Regions from separate parts of the Gossypium hirsutum genome. Here region 2 is linked to region 1. The links are chromatin contacts, called in public Hi-C maps. All regions are on one chromosome and are shown on one strand. Each heading gives the region's core, a stretch centred on a gene start, on an enhancer-like site or on the middle of the called end of the contact. The rest is flanking DNA. Distances are from core to core; before and after follow the strand shown.

What was found. Hi-C and Micro-C count contacts between places; a contact is called where the count stands out from the background.
Region 2: a Hi-C map of leaf shows a contact between it and region 1, with 2.3 times the contacts expected there. The contact joins the promoter of LOC107936175 here to the promoter of LOC107936180 in region 1. A contact is called at or near these places in 2 of 34 Hi-C or Micro-C datasets (both in leaf).

Annotation. Positions count from the first base shown.
Region 1 is chrD01:3,196,067-3,203,253 of Gossypium_hirsutum_v2.1, reverse strand. It overlaps LOC107936180 (molybdenum cofactor sulfurase), which reads left to right and starts at 3,780. Exons shown (of 21, transcript XM_041086782.1): 1 at 3,780-4,007; 2 at 4,178-4,299; 3 at 5,055-5,215; 4 at 5,451-5,608; 5 at 7,012-7,105. The coding sequence starts at 3,899.
Region 2 is chrD01:3,382,972-3,390,416 of Gossypium_hirsutum_v2.1, reverse strand. LOC107936175 (ethylene receptor) reads left to right here and starts at 4,252. Exons shown (of 7, transcript XM_016868850.2): 1 at 4,252-4,453; 2 at 5,166-6,109; 3 at 6,203-6,571; 4 at 6,662-6,928; 5 at 7,010-7,137; 6 at 7,273-7,445. The coding sequence starts at 5,207.

The DNA of each region.
Region 1 (7,187 bases), core at 2,531-5,030:
AGAAGAATTTTTCCAAGATTAATTAGCTGAAATTTTTGAGTTAGTGGGATAATATTTTGGGATTTATTTTATTATGGGATATTTTTCCTTAATTTCCTATGACTAGTTGGCTCCTAATTTAGTAAATCCACTAGTATAAATAGAGCTTGTATTGTTCATCATTTCATCAATCAATCAAAATATTAAGCTTTCATCTTTCAATACATTTTCTCTCTTCTAGTCACGAATTCTTTTGCTGCCTTTAATTTCTTTTCCTTCAATTTATTAATTCTTAGTAGCCACCAAATTAAGCCATTTGCAATTCCTTTTTCAAATTCCCTTTTTATTTTCAGTAGTTTTCCACCCATTTTACCTTATTTAATTATTCCAATACCAATATGCCCCAAACCTTAGCCAACTAAACCCATTTTCAGCTTAGGCCTAAATTAGCCTCGTCAAAACCTGTGAGTTACGAACCCGAGCCATTTAACTCCTAATATTCCAGTACTTATTACTTCTCCGGATTAAGAGTATGATTTTGTCAACTCACAAAGTCAGATCAACACTAAGTCAAAAAAGACGTCGTTTGATTTAGTGTGGTTAGACGTACAGTTGGAATTCCAAAAGGAACGTTTCCAATCGGTTTTCTGTGAACACATTGGCGTGCCAAGTGGAGATTGCTGTTTGGTTCCGTCAAGGGAAATAGTAACCGGATTTAAATGTCCCACGCGGTTGAGGGCATTGGTTCGAGCTAGGCTCTTTTAGAACGCAAAGCTGCCGGAGTTCTAAATCACGAACGTTTCGTGGTTGTTCGATCGGTAAGAGTTAGTTATTGGACGTTCTATAACTAATTTACACAAGGAAGAGTTGGAGTCCGAGGCGTCCTTGGTAGCTATAACTAGCTTATTGGAAAAGAGGAGTTCATCCAATTTTGAGGATCGGTTCAAAGACGAGGAAAATTCGCGCCTAAAGCTGAGCTCATTCTAATTAATTTTTCTTAATATTTATTTCACGGTTTTTATTATTCTGTTTTCAACTTTTACTTTTGACATTATTTTTCTGTTAATTTCAGGTTTTCAAATTTTTATCCCCCTGAATGTCTTGGGCACGACAGCTGCCCCGACAAAAATCTGGTCAAGAAAGGAATAATTTGCTGTAAACCAGTCTCTGAGGGATCGACCCTACTCCCTATACTGCATAATTTACAATTTAAGGCGTAGGTTTATATTGGTGGATTCGACACTCATCAACTACAATAAACTCTCCTTATAACAGTTAAATTCTTAGTAAAATCGATTTTTTTTACTTTTATTTTAACTCTTTATAATATTTTTTTACTTATAACAACAATAGTTATAGTTATGAAATATATTTTTTATTAAATTAGTATTCTGATAGTTTTTTTTATCCCGTGCGATGCACGGATTAATTGTATGTATTAATTACAAAATATTAAATTTATTTTAAAAGTTTGTACATTTTCGCAATTAATACAAAAAAAATGTATTCTAAATCGTATATTGTATGCTATTAAAACATATTATTTTAATATTATAAAAATAATATATTATACACTATAATATGCATAAATTTTAAAATGCCTTATAATTTAATATGTTTAAAAGTAATAATGCATGCACATGCTATATATCTTTTAATTTTGTTGATTTAATTGTTATTTTCTTTTTTTTACATAGATAGTCACTCGATTATAAAAAATTTTAATTTTAGGCACCCAAAATAAAAAGGTTTACAATTTAAGCACTAATTTTACTTAGTTCAATCATTTTGGTCACTCTCGTTAAAATCACAAAGAACAAGTTGACGTGTCAGTTAAGAAAATTGGTATAATAACAAATTTAACCCTCAATTTTTACATATTATATTAATTTAATCATAATTTTAAAAAATAATTTTTAAAATGTATAAATTATCTTAATTTGATCTAATTCTAATAAATTCAACTAAATATATAAAAATATAGAGAGAGAAGGTCTCTATAATGATATATATAATCCAAAATAATATTCTAAAATAATAAGTACCTAAAATAAAATAGAAGATAAACATAATAAAAATCCAAAATTAACAAAATCATCTAATATAATAAAAATCCAAACTGATTAAATACAAATTACAAAACAACTATTATCTAAAATTAATATCATAGCAATTGCCTTTATCCAAAAGTCCTCACGTGTCGCCTATGCCTTAATTACAATCATTCATGCCACAATTTGCACAAGTTTACCCCAAATTTTGATATTTTTACGACATAAATTGCGCCTATAAAAAATAAACAAGATTCACTTAATTTAGTAGCAACCATATCCATATTTTATTAGAATTAGTGGTAGCATTAGTCACCTACAAGTATTTTATATGTTTGTAAGGTATAGGTTCAAACTCTATCAAATCCAAATGTTCACTTTTCCCTAATAAGTGGTTGTGTATCATGCATAAACCGTATTCAACGAAGCATTCCTACTTTATTGAATTTGTTTGTCTCTCCAGACTAACTCAAGCCCTCGAGTTTTCACCAGAGTTAGGAAACAAAACCCTAATTCAGGACAATATCACTCGTTGAGAAGTTAATTGGCTCTCGAAGGACAACACTTTGAAGATAACTCTTGAAGAAATCGGCCTCCTCTCAACCAATATATATTCTAGAGAAGAAAAAAGAGAAGAAAATTTATATGATATTAGTGTTACTGCCTAAAAGATTATATAAAATATAAAATGGGTAAACTATACCTAAGGTTACTCTATATTAGTAAGTTTACACTTTAATTACTCAATTTCAAAAAGTTAAAAATTGGTCACTAAATCATTCAAAAATTATCATTTAAATCATTAGGCCATTAAGTTGCTGACAAATGTTTGATGATCATTAGTTCGCAATTTATCATAGGTTAAACCAAGCTCAAGTTCACTCAACTATTTCAAAAAAAAATGTTACAAGTTGGTCGCTAAGCTATACGAAAGTTTTAAGGTTTTAATTACCTTATTCTCTGTTGTATTCTAGTAATCTTGCTACCATTTGGCTTCCTCCCTTTACAAAGAATAACACTAAGCTAGAGCTTTTCCCCTCCTTTTTCAAAATTATGGTTTGATTTTTCTTGAAATGGTCTAAAACTCCACTAATTTAAACCTAAAGCCCTAATGGAGATGCTCTGCGATCTTAATCCATTGTTGATGATTGGTCACCTAACTCCGATATGTTCATTTTCTCAATGGAACTTTCTCTTTGATTGAAATTATCTGATTAACTTCTTATTGAATCTAGTACATTTGAGCATCTTTTTTTTAAAAACATATTTTGATTATCTTTTCTCTAATTTTATCCTATCCCTTTGCTTTCTTAGGTCTTATTTAGAGCTCATTGAAATATGAGAGTTTCTTCCTCTTTCTTATTTATGTTTTTGTATGCTTTGATCGCGCTTGTGAGTTGTTATTATGTTGTTTAGATTATTGGGTTAGGGAGTGATGATGCATAAATTTAGTGACCAGAGTATAAATTTGCAAATTTATTAATAATTCAATGACCAACCTTAACTTTTTGAAATTGAGTGACTAAATTGTAAACTACCTGTCCCGACCTTTGACATCTATTAGCACTTAATGGGCCAGTGATTAACTTGTAACCATCGAATAGTTCAATGATCAATTTGCAATATTTTCAAATGGAGTTACTAAAATGTAAACTTACTAATATATGAGTGACCTTTGGTAAAATTTACCCAATAGAATCATAGAGGCAACGTGTCTGAATTCTTAAACGTTTCTGAATTCTGACTCGTCCCGAGCTAGTTCCTCGGGAAGAAGCTAGAGGACAAGTACCCTCAGCTCATTCCAATCTATCTGCTGGTCAACATTATTGTTTTTATCACCATATCCCAACCCTGAAAGTTCTCTGCAAATGGACGGCCAGGAAGAGTTTCTCAAGGAATTCGGTGACTTTTACGGCTACCCCAACGCCCCTAAGTCCATCGACGAAATTCGTTCCACCGAGTTCAAGCGATTAGAAGGTCAACTTTTTTTCTTTATTCAAATTTTTATTGATATTTTATATTCCTTTTATTGTTTCAAGTAAGAAATAATTGAAATTTCAGAAGATAGAGTTGGAATTTCGAGTTTTTGTTTGATGCTTTGGGTTTGGGTACTTTGATTAGCTATTTTTGAGCTTTGGGTACTGTAGATACTGTGTATTTGGATCATGCTGGAGCAACCCTTTACTCCGAGTTGCAGATGGAAGCTATCTTTAAAGATCTTACGACTACTGTTTATGGAAATCCTCGTATCCTCTTAACTCAAAAGCTGGTATTGTTTTTTTCTCTGAAATTCGATGAAATTCCAACTATTCTTATTGACTAATGTCTTCCCTATTGTATGTTAATCTTATAAATGATTATGAGTTCTTTAAAGCACTGAGTAAAATCCCTTTAGCAAGATCCGCACTGCATTAGTTTGGTTTTGATTTTTATCCTGCATTGTATTTTTGGACGGAAAAGCTAGAAATTTGTTCAGTTAATCTGTTTTGAGAAGTATTATCTTACCATGATTTGGGAATACAAGCCCTTTAGGAATATCTGGTACTGGTTTTGGTTTGTTTTGATTGTGACATTGCAGTAACTCAGATTATTGATGTGTTTTTTGGCTGAAAAGCTGGAGGTTCCTTCTCTTGTTTCAGTTTGGGTCATAATTTATTGTCTTATTCGTGCTTAGAAATAATAGGTCTTATATAGAACTATGCCTTATGTTCTTCTTGACTACTTCTATAAGATAGCCAAAGTGATTCTAGTTCAGCCACTAGTGACATTGTAAGGGAAGCACGCAGACAGGTACCACGAATGTTACTTTACTTTGTTTTCTGTTGTTCTTATTTCTTTGCTGAAATTTGTTTTAAAGTTTCTACATTTCAAATGGCCTGGTTTTATTTGGTCTATGAAGTCATAAATAGTTTATAGGTATTGGTACTTGTGCTCTAGTTCAATTTGAAATAAATTATCATTTTTTTTAACCTGTGGTATCAGAATAATTGTCTTTTATTTTTGTATATTTTTCTTGCTATATAGGTCCTCGATTACTGCAATGCTTCTCAAAAGGATTATAAATGTATATTCACTTCTGGGGCAACAGCTGCATTGAAACTCATAGGGGAGAACTTTCCCTGGAGCTGTAAGAGCACCTTTATGTACACAATGGAAAATCATAATAGCGTACTTGGTCTTAGAGAGTATCCTGCCACTTCTAGTTTTGGGAGTACTATCATAAATTCTGGCCAGTGCAGTCATGTTTTGTGTGTATGTGTGTTTTCTTTTTTCTGTTCTAAGTTCATCTTATATCCACAGTGATATTACTTATAGTATGTTTTGTTTTGTGTATTATATGACAGAAAAGGATCAGCATTTTTGTTCCTTCTCTTAATATTCTTGAATCTGTAACTTTGTGTGTCCTTAATAATTTATTAGATATGCTCTCAATCAAGGAGCTGCAGCCTTTGCAGTTGATATAAATGAGGCTGTGGATCAGGATGGAGCATCTAGAAGCTCTCTGACTTCATGTAAGGTGTTACAGCATCCAGTGCAGATAAGAAATGAAGCAAAAATTTTGGAAGGGGAGCTTACAGGTAACATTTGGATAAATATGTTAACTTAATTTACTACTGATACCTGTTAGAGAAATGATTCAGGGTGAAATAACTAATATTTGCATATTAATTTGGGTCTCCTTTGGTGAATTCTATACCTGATATCTAGCTGAAAGAAGCCATTAGATAAAAGTTCTTGACTATGGAACTTTATGCAAATGCATGGATATTATGTGTGGTTGCACATATCATCATGGTCAAGGTCATTTTGGCAATAGGATCTCATTTTCCTAGATAGCTTAATTTAAATCTCCTTTACATTTTGGTGGGTTGATTGTGTGCTATTTTATATTAGGAAGTTTATTACCTTTTGTTTGTTAGTAACTCTCAGCAGGGGTCGGGTGCTCCTTAATTGATTCTTTGTCTGTAACTTTCCAATACACATTAATCACTGTTCACAGGTATGTGTTCACCAATCACGTTTGGATCCTATGCATATGGATGGTGGTGATAGATGTGCTGGAAAGTAATAGATAGAAAATTAATGTAGGGGAGCCTGATCCCAAGATATGAACCCTTGGTTAGTGCATTTATAAGTGAGCTTTATTTAAAGGATTAAATGGATAAGAGTTCAGGAAGCATGACTCTGTATCTTCTGCCTTAGTTTATGGATAAAACTTGAATTTTGTCTAGGTCAGACTGATAGAAGTCATCTCTAGGATTTCCTTACTGCATCCATCTATTTGTTAATTTGCAAACCCTGCTACTCTCATCCATGCTAAACCATGTAAGTTCTTGTAGAAACCTATTCTTTTCTGTTTTCTGGCTTTAACTTAACTCTTCTATTGTTACTCTTCTATTGTTCTGGGGTTGTTATTTTGGTTAGCGAAATTTCCATAAAACATCTTTGATCCATAGTCAATTCTAGGATATTGTCATTTTGGAGATTTAATTCAGTTTAAAATTTGTCCTTTTGTACATGTAACTTTATTTCAAAACGTTGGATTTCTGTTTGGTACCATATATTGAGCTTCTTGTGAAGATAATTTTGGCTGTTATTAGTGTCGACTGCATGCTGGAATTCTTTTTCTCGCATATAGATCACTAATGCCAATTTAACTAATATAAATAATGAGTGAAAAATGATAACATGGAAGACTTCCAAAAGGATTTCAGTATTTCTTTCTTATCGGTATTTTTTGCTCAACAATAAGAGGTCTACTAGTAAATACAAAACATAAGAGGTTTATCTTATTGGATGCATGAGTAAAGAAAATGGAAATGTTGTTTTTGAAAAACCATAATAACTTTTTTCTTCAAATAATTACATAAGAAGAAGAAAAGCATATGGAGTCCTTGTTTTTGTCATTGCCACTTTCTAGCGTCATATCTTTTTCTTATTGTTGCAGGCGATGCTTACAATTTATTTGCCTTCCCCTCAGAGTGCAATTTCTCTGGAATGAGATTTAGCCTTGATTTGGTGAATAATGTTAAGCAAAATGCAGAAAAAATTTTGGAAGGCTCTCCATATTCAAAGTATGTAGCTTTCATACTGTGTTTCTAAATATGTTTGTCTACTTTTTACCTCTAATAACAGTGGCCTGATCTGGAAAGGGCA
Region 2 (7,445 bases), core at 3,003-5,502, 190 kb before region 1:
GGCGTTTTTGGTTACAAGTTAACCAAGGGTTCCATAGGGAAAATCTATCCTTTTTATTTATTTATTTATTTATTATTTAACTAATTTTATTCTCGTTTTATTTCTAATTTGTGTTTCTCTTGTGACTAGATCCGGGATTCCGCATCACCGTGTGTCTTACACGACTCAGTCACATGCCTATGTGTCTGGCCGTATGGACTCGAAATGTGCCTTAAACAACAAGTTTACCCTTCCCTGCAAGCTTGGACACTAAATAATTCAAAAATCATTCGTTTAACCAGTTCAAAACACAATCAAACACATTCAAATCACGTCAAAACAATCATCCTAGGTGCCTAACCAATGTACCCTCATTAGTACCACATTTATATCATCAAAACATATCATCAAAGCATTATTCAAGTCCAAATTATAGACATACCTAATTTAATCTATTTTCCCTAGTTTATGAACACTAAAACATCAATTTAACATGCCATAAATTATCCTCAAACACAAACACATATTCATATGTATATACCAACCAATATTAAACTTATAACCTCATTTACAATCAAACCACAAAATAACTATTATTTAGACACCCTAGGTACATGCCGACACAAAGGATAAACATCACCACATTTGAGTTTGGGATCGTTGTTGGATGCTGGATCGGCGATCAAAATTGAAGTACCTAATCTGCCACAGAAAATAAAAACCGTACGCTTAGTAAAACTTAGTGGTGTTTCTATAATCTAAATATTTAAAGATAAAAGATTACAAATGTATATTTGAAATATAAACACATTAATATTATTTAAAAATCACAACTACCATATGCCAACTCTTTGAATTCATACACAATAGCATATCACATTTCATTTGTTTCACAATTATCCCAATTCTCATACTTGCTATATAAATAGCTTTTCACAATCCGTTTTACATTTCATTTAAACAATGACATTATCCATTCCATATTCAATTCATGAGTATATAACTCGTATATTCCATGTATTTACAACATATTTCACATTCTATTTTTAATCCACTATATCACTTCCATTTCTCATACCATGTCATTTCAATATCAATTATAGAACTTCATTATTTATTTACCCCTATTAACACGACTCGGACTCGGACGAATACACAGATCCAACCAAACACACCAATTTGGCACCCAGTGCCTCATCAGATAATTCGAAGTAGTAAATTGACACCCAGTGCCTCATCAGTTAAATCGAAGTAAATTGGCACCCAGTGCCTCATCAAATAAATCTGAAGTGATAGATTGACACCCAGTGTCTCATGAACTCGAACTCAAAGATATCCCTGAATTCTTCCAATCTTATGGCATGCCATCTATATCCAACTCAGCCCGATACAGTTAATAGGGTTTAATTTCACTTTCCAAATACAACCAAAATTCAATTATCATATTTGCACATATATATATTCATTTCAATTCAATAATCAATACATTCATAATATATATATCAATTCAATCCATTCAATCAACTTTAATTCAATTCAATGTCAAAGTGTCAAATACTCACCTCAACACTTACCATATGCATTAAATAAAAAATACAACATTTAATAATTAGTTCCGGATTATAGAAGTACAAATCAGAAATTCCGAGCTATTCCCCATCGACTTTATCTTTCCCCTTTTTAGTAAAGGATTTCGGTACAACGTTAGCTACGAAATTAAAACAATTAAAATTCATCAATACAACACAACACAATTCAATTTCATATTGAATATTTTAATTTTTAATCAATATTTGTCTAAATTCCAATTTAGTTCTTAAACTAAGACTAACTATATTTCTTCACATTTAATTCTATATTTTCATTTAATTTTCACTTTAAACTAAATTTAACTCCCTATTTTCACTTAAATCTCTACATTTCAAAATTTCACAATTTAGCCATTATTACTCAAATTTTACAATTTATTCTACAATTCAACATAGTCAACATTTAAAAACTCAATAATTTCTAAAATTTCGACATGGGTCAGGTAGTATTTAACACTGGAATTCCAAAAACATAAAAATTACAAGAAAAATGGACTAAATTAACTAACCAATTTAACTTGAAAACTTTGAAACCCTAAAGCCCATCGTCTCCTTCTTTCTCCATTTTCTTTATTTTTCTTTTTGCTTCGTTTTGGTTTTCTCTTCTTTTTTCTTTCTTTTTCTTTTATTTATTTGTTTTATTATTATTATAATATATATATACTTAATTATTAAGTAACATATTATAATATATATTTTAACTTAAAATTTTATAATAATTTCACCCTTACTGCCTCATTTATAAACTATGGCAAAATTGTTTCCTTAGTCCTTTTAATTTTTCTTTAATCTATAATTCAACTTTCACCTTATATGCAATTTAGTCATTATACCTAATTACTTTTAATTCATGCAAATTCACTTAACCAAAACATATTTAACTACACAACTAACTTCGTAAATATTTTTTAATAAATATTTACGAGTCCGATTTACGGTAACGAAGTTTCGGAAATGCACTTTCCGACACTTGTGACTATTTGGTTGTTACATGATGAGTGTCAAATCCATCAAAAATAATAATTTCCTACGCCTAAACAATAAATAAATAGTAGTAAATGAAGTAGGGTCAATCCTACAGAGACTGAGATATCTAAAATTGTTGTTTGGTCCAACTAGATTACACGTCTAGGCAGCTATATGCCCACGACATGTGACGGTCTGTGCAAAAGTTAAAAGGAAATTTAAATATGATAAAATTAAAAATAAATAAAATTAAAATAATTGTAAAAATAAGCAAAAACAAAATTTAATTAAATAAACCCATATGATGAAATTCTAGCTTTAGGCTTGATTTTGCTTTGGTTTAAACCTATCCTTGATAACAAATTATCTCTTTCAATCGATAAGTTAGTTTTAGTGATTGAGGACGCCTTAGACCACCAACCTTTCCGCATGTAAATTAATTGTGGGAATGCCCAACAACTAACCCTTATTGAATGAACAACCATGAAACATGTGTCAACGATTTAGCTCTTTGGTAGCTTTGTGAACTAAAAGGATCCAACTCGAACCAACAGCCTCAACCGCGCAGGTCATTTAGATCCAATTGCTATTTTCCTTGATGGATCCAACCAACTACTTAATTGGACATGCTAATGTGTTCTACGGTAGACCGAATACGATAGACAGTCGACTCGGTACTTCCAATTGTATATCTATCAACATCGAATCAACTAGCTCTTTTTGACTTTGTTCCAATACAACTTTCTGAGACGATGATGCCTATCTCTTAAACCAAAGAAATAAAAAATACCAGAATGAAGGTTTTTAAGTGTAGGTTCAAATCTTACGATTCCATATCGGAATTGTATCTTAGTCCTTCAATTGGTTCACCAGCTCAAACTTTTACGACAACTCGAATCAACGACTTTTCTTAACTTTCCAATCTTACTTTTGCAACTAATAAAAAAAATTATATAATAAACTTAAAATTATCAAAATTAAGTATAAAACATGTATAAATTGGGCCTATTATCAAGATATTCTTATATAAAGAAAAGGTTTATTTTAGGGCTTGTTGGGTTGAATACTAGTTTTATGGGTTAGATTTGCTAGGTCAATGGGCCTCTCCTCTCCTATTTACTAAGTATTTTATTATTTATTTTTTTGAAAGCTATTATTTTTGTTTTAATTCAAAAGCATATAGCAATCAATTTTGAATTAATAATTAAAATTACGAATTTTTACGTGTATTGATATAAATTTTCACCATTAACCACATATATATATATTATAAATCTCTCTAATTCTATTAAATTACAAAAAGTGTTCCCAAAATATTAAGAGAAATTGAATATCTATTTTTATTTTAATGAGTCTCATCCATAATTATTTTTGCGTGAATTATTTTTTTAATCTTTTTAAGGACCGATAATATATCTAACTAAGAAGGAAGATAACCGTCTTTCCCTAGACTTTTTCCAATAAAGGAAAATGATGTAAGGAGAGAAGTAATTTCAAAAAGAACAAAACTTCAAAAAAGGAAAGCCAAAGAAACACAAGTTGTCATCCAAATTGGGTCCCCATTTCCCTTTTTAGGGGGAAGATTTCAACACTCTATCCTCACCCATCTGTGAAACTCTAACATAATCTCAGCCATACATCATGACCTCATTGGGTCCCACATCATTAATGATCAAGTAATAACTCAAAAGGTCGAAACGGACTTGATTAGTTCGTCTGTTACCAAACCCAATCTCACGGGTAAGTGAGAACATCATAAGCCGCCTACTTTCTTTTCTGCTCTGTCTACATTCGAGTTTCCCACTCCCCCTTATACCTTGTAAGAACAAAGACAACCCCCCCTTTTATAGATCGTTAAAAATGTTGTCTTGAAGGAAAATATTTGCAATTAAGCTGCTAAAAAGACAAAACTCAACAAGGTACTTTTGCTCTCTCCTATCCTTTTCAAATTGTTTTTGGTTTTTTTTGGAAGGGAGGGGGGAATTTTCTTTGATTTTTCAGCTAGTAAAATTTACTAGCTTGATTGGTTTTTTGGGTAAGTTTCAATTATTGGAAACTTGGGTTTTTATGTTTCCTTTCTTCTCTTCCAAACCCACCATTTCTTTCTCTCTGGTTCCAGGTCAAGCTTTTGCTTTCAGCTGTGAACAAAAGATTCTATTTTTTTCTTTTAATGATTTGGGGATTGGATAATTTGAATGATTTAATTGGTCTCACGAGTGTAATTTTGTTTTGATTGTTTGATTTACCGTAGAAGATATTTATGTATTACTTGACTACAAACTGCTTTATCGTTTTCATGGTCTACTTTTCATTTTACTTTGATTTTACAAGTTCTAGAACTTGGGTATGTCATTTCAAGTGTCACTGTTATCACAGATTTGTGTGAAGTGCATAATTCTAGTGGCTTCTGCTAGTTTGTTGGATTGAAACTCTTTTGTTCTTTTATGGTTTTGCTATCATAGTATGAGAAATTGTTTTCCTTTTCTGTTGAATTTGTTGCCGACTTTCTTTGATTAATCTGATAACTTAGTGTATGTAATTGTTAGGTATTGCAGAATCTAAATGTCTTTCTCAATGTTGTTAATCATGCATATTGGTCTTTGCATGTTATGATTTACCTTTCTCCTTCAGGTATATGAAGAAGGAGTGAGAGCCTAGGTGATTCAATCAGAATGGATTCTTGCAACTGTATTGAGCCGCAATGGCCACCAGATGATCTGTTAATGAAATATCAATATATTTCCGACTTCTTCATTGCGCTTGCTTATTTCTCAATTCCTTTAGAGCTTATATACTTTGTGAAGAAATCTGCCGTGTTTCCATATAGATGGGTACTTGTGCAATTTGGTGCCTTTATAGTACTTTGTGGTGCAACGCATCTTATTAACTTGTGGACTTTTACAATGCATACGAGAACTGTGGCTATGGTAATGACGACTGCTAAGGTTTTTACTGCTGTGGTATCGTGTGCAACTGCCTTGATGCTGGTGCATATTATTCCTGATTTATTGAGTGTTAAAACCCGAGAATTATTTTTGAAAAATAAGGCCGCCGAGCTCGATAGAGAAATGGGTCTAATTCGTACACAAGAGGAAACAGGTCGACATGTCAGGATGCTTACACATGAGATCAGAAGCACTTTGGATAGACATACAATATTAAAAACCACTCTTGTTGAATTGGGTCGAACTTTGGCACTAGAAGAATGTGCCCTGTGGATGCCAACACGTACTGGACTTGAGCTCCAACTTTCATACACTCTTCGTCAACAGAATCCAGTTGGGTATACTGTACCAATCCATCTTCCTGTGATCAATCAGGTATTTAGTAGCAGTCATGCAGTAAAAATATCCCCAAAATGTCCCGTGGCGCGAATACGCCCCGCAGGGAAGTACATGCCTGGGGAGGTGGTTGCTGTTCGTGTCCCACTCCTGCATCTCTCTAACTTCCAAATTAACGATTGGCCGGAACTTTCAACAAAACGATATGCTTTGATGGTTTTGATGCTCCCTTCTGATAGTGCAAGGCAATGGCATGCCCACGAACTGGAGCTTGTTGAAGTAGTTGCTGATCAGGTAACTAAGTTTGTCGCTCTTAGATTGTTGCATATGTTCCAGATATCAATGTTGCTAAAAGCACTTGATTTGTACATTTGTATAATGAATCAGGTGGCCGTTGCTCTTTCACATGCTGCAATTTTAGAAGAGTCAATGAGGGCTAGGGATCTTCTTATGGAGCAGAATGTTGCACTTGACCTTGCCAGAAGAGAAGCAGAGACGGCAATCCGTGCTCGAAATGATTTCTTGGCTGTTATGAATCACGAGATGAGAACCCCAATGCATGCTATTATTGCTCTATCTTCTTTACTGCAGGAAACCGAGTTAACACCTGAACAACGTCTGATGGTTGAAACGATTCTCAAGAGTAGTAACCTTCTTTCAACTCTAATAAATGATGTATTGGATCTTTCGAGGCTGGAAGATGGCAGCCTTCAACTAGACCTTGGAACTTTTAACCTTTTTGCCGTATTCAGAGAGGTAGAATTTCATTCTTTGGCTTCTGGAAAATTTTTAAAATTGCTGCTCGGTGTTTTTTCATTATAGTAACATGGTTTTATTGTGTTGTAGGTCCTTAACTTGATCAAGCCCATTGCATCTGTTAAAAAGCTTCATGTTTCATTAAATTTGGCTCCGGACTTGCCTGAATATGCCATTGGTGATGAGAAGCGCCTGATGCAAACAATTTTAAATGTCGTTGGTAATGCTGTGAAATTTTCAAAGGAGGGCAGCATTTCAATCACTGCTTTTGTCACAAAATCAGAATTACTGAGAGATTCTCAGACCCCTGAATTTTTCCCTGTGCCCAGCGATAATCACTTTTATTTGCGTGTACAGGTTGGTTCTGTTGTTGCCAGTTGTATTATGCTTTATCTTTAGTGGTTGATTAATGTTTATGCTTCTTCGCTTCTGGTGTAGGTGAAAGATTCAGGTGTAGGGATTAGCCCCCAAGATATTCCAAAGTTATTTACCAAATTTGCACAAACTCAATCAACGGCAACACGAAATTCTGGTGGCAGTGGTCTAGGTCTTGCCATTTGTAAGAGGTACACTTTTTCCCTGTACTTAGTTAGCATCTCGGTTATTGTTGTAGTGCATTGGCTTCAGCCCAACCTCTATACTGGTGTTTTTGATTTTTTAGCTATCTGCCTAATGTTTTACCTTCTTTATTATGTGATCAGATTTGTAAATCTAATGGAGGGACATATTTGGATCGAGAGTGAAGGTCTTGGTAAGGGATGTACTGCTATCTTCATGGTAAAACTCGGCATCCCGGAACGGTTGAACGAACCTAAACTTCCTTTCATGCCTAAAGTACCAACAAATCATGGTCCAACAGCTTTTCCCGGGCTTA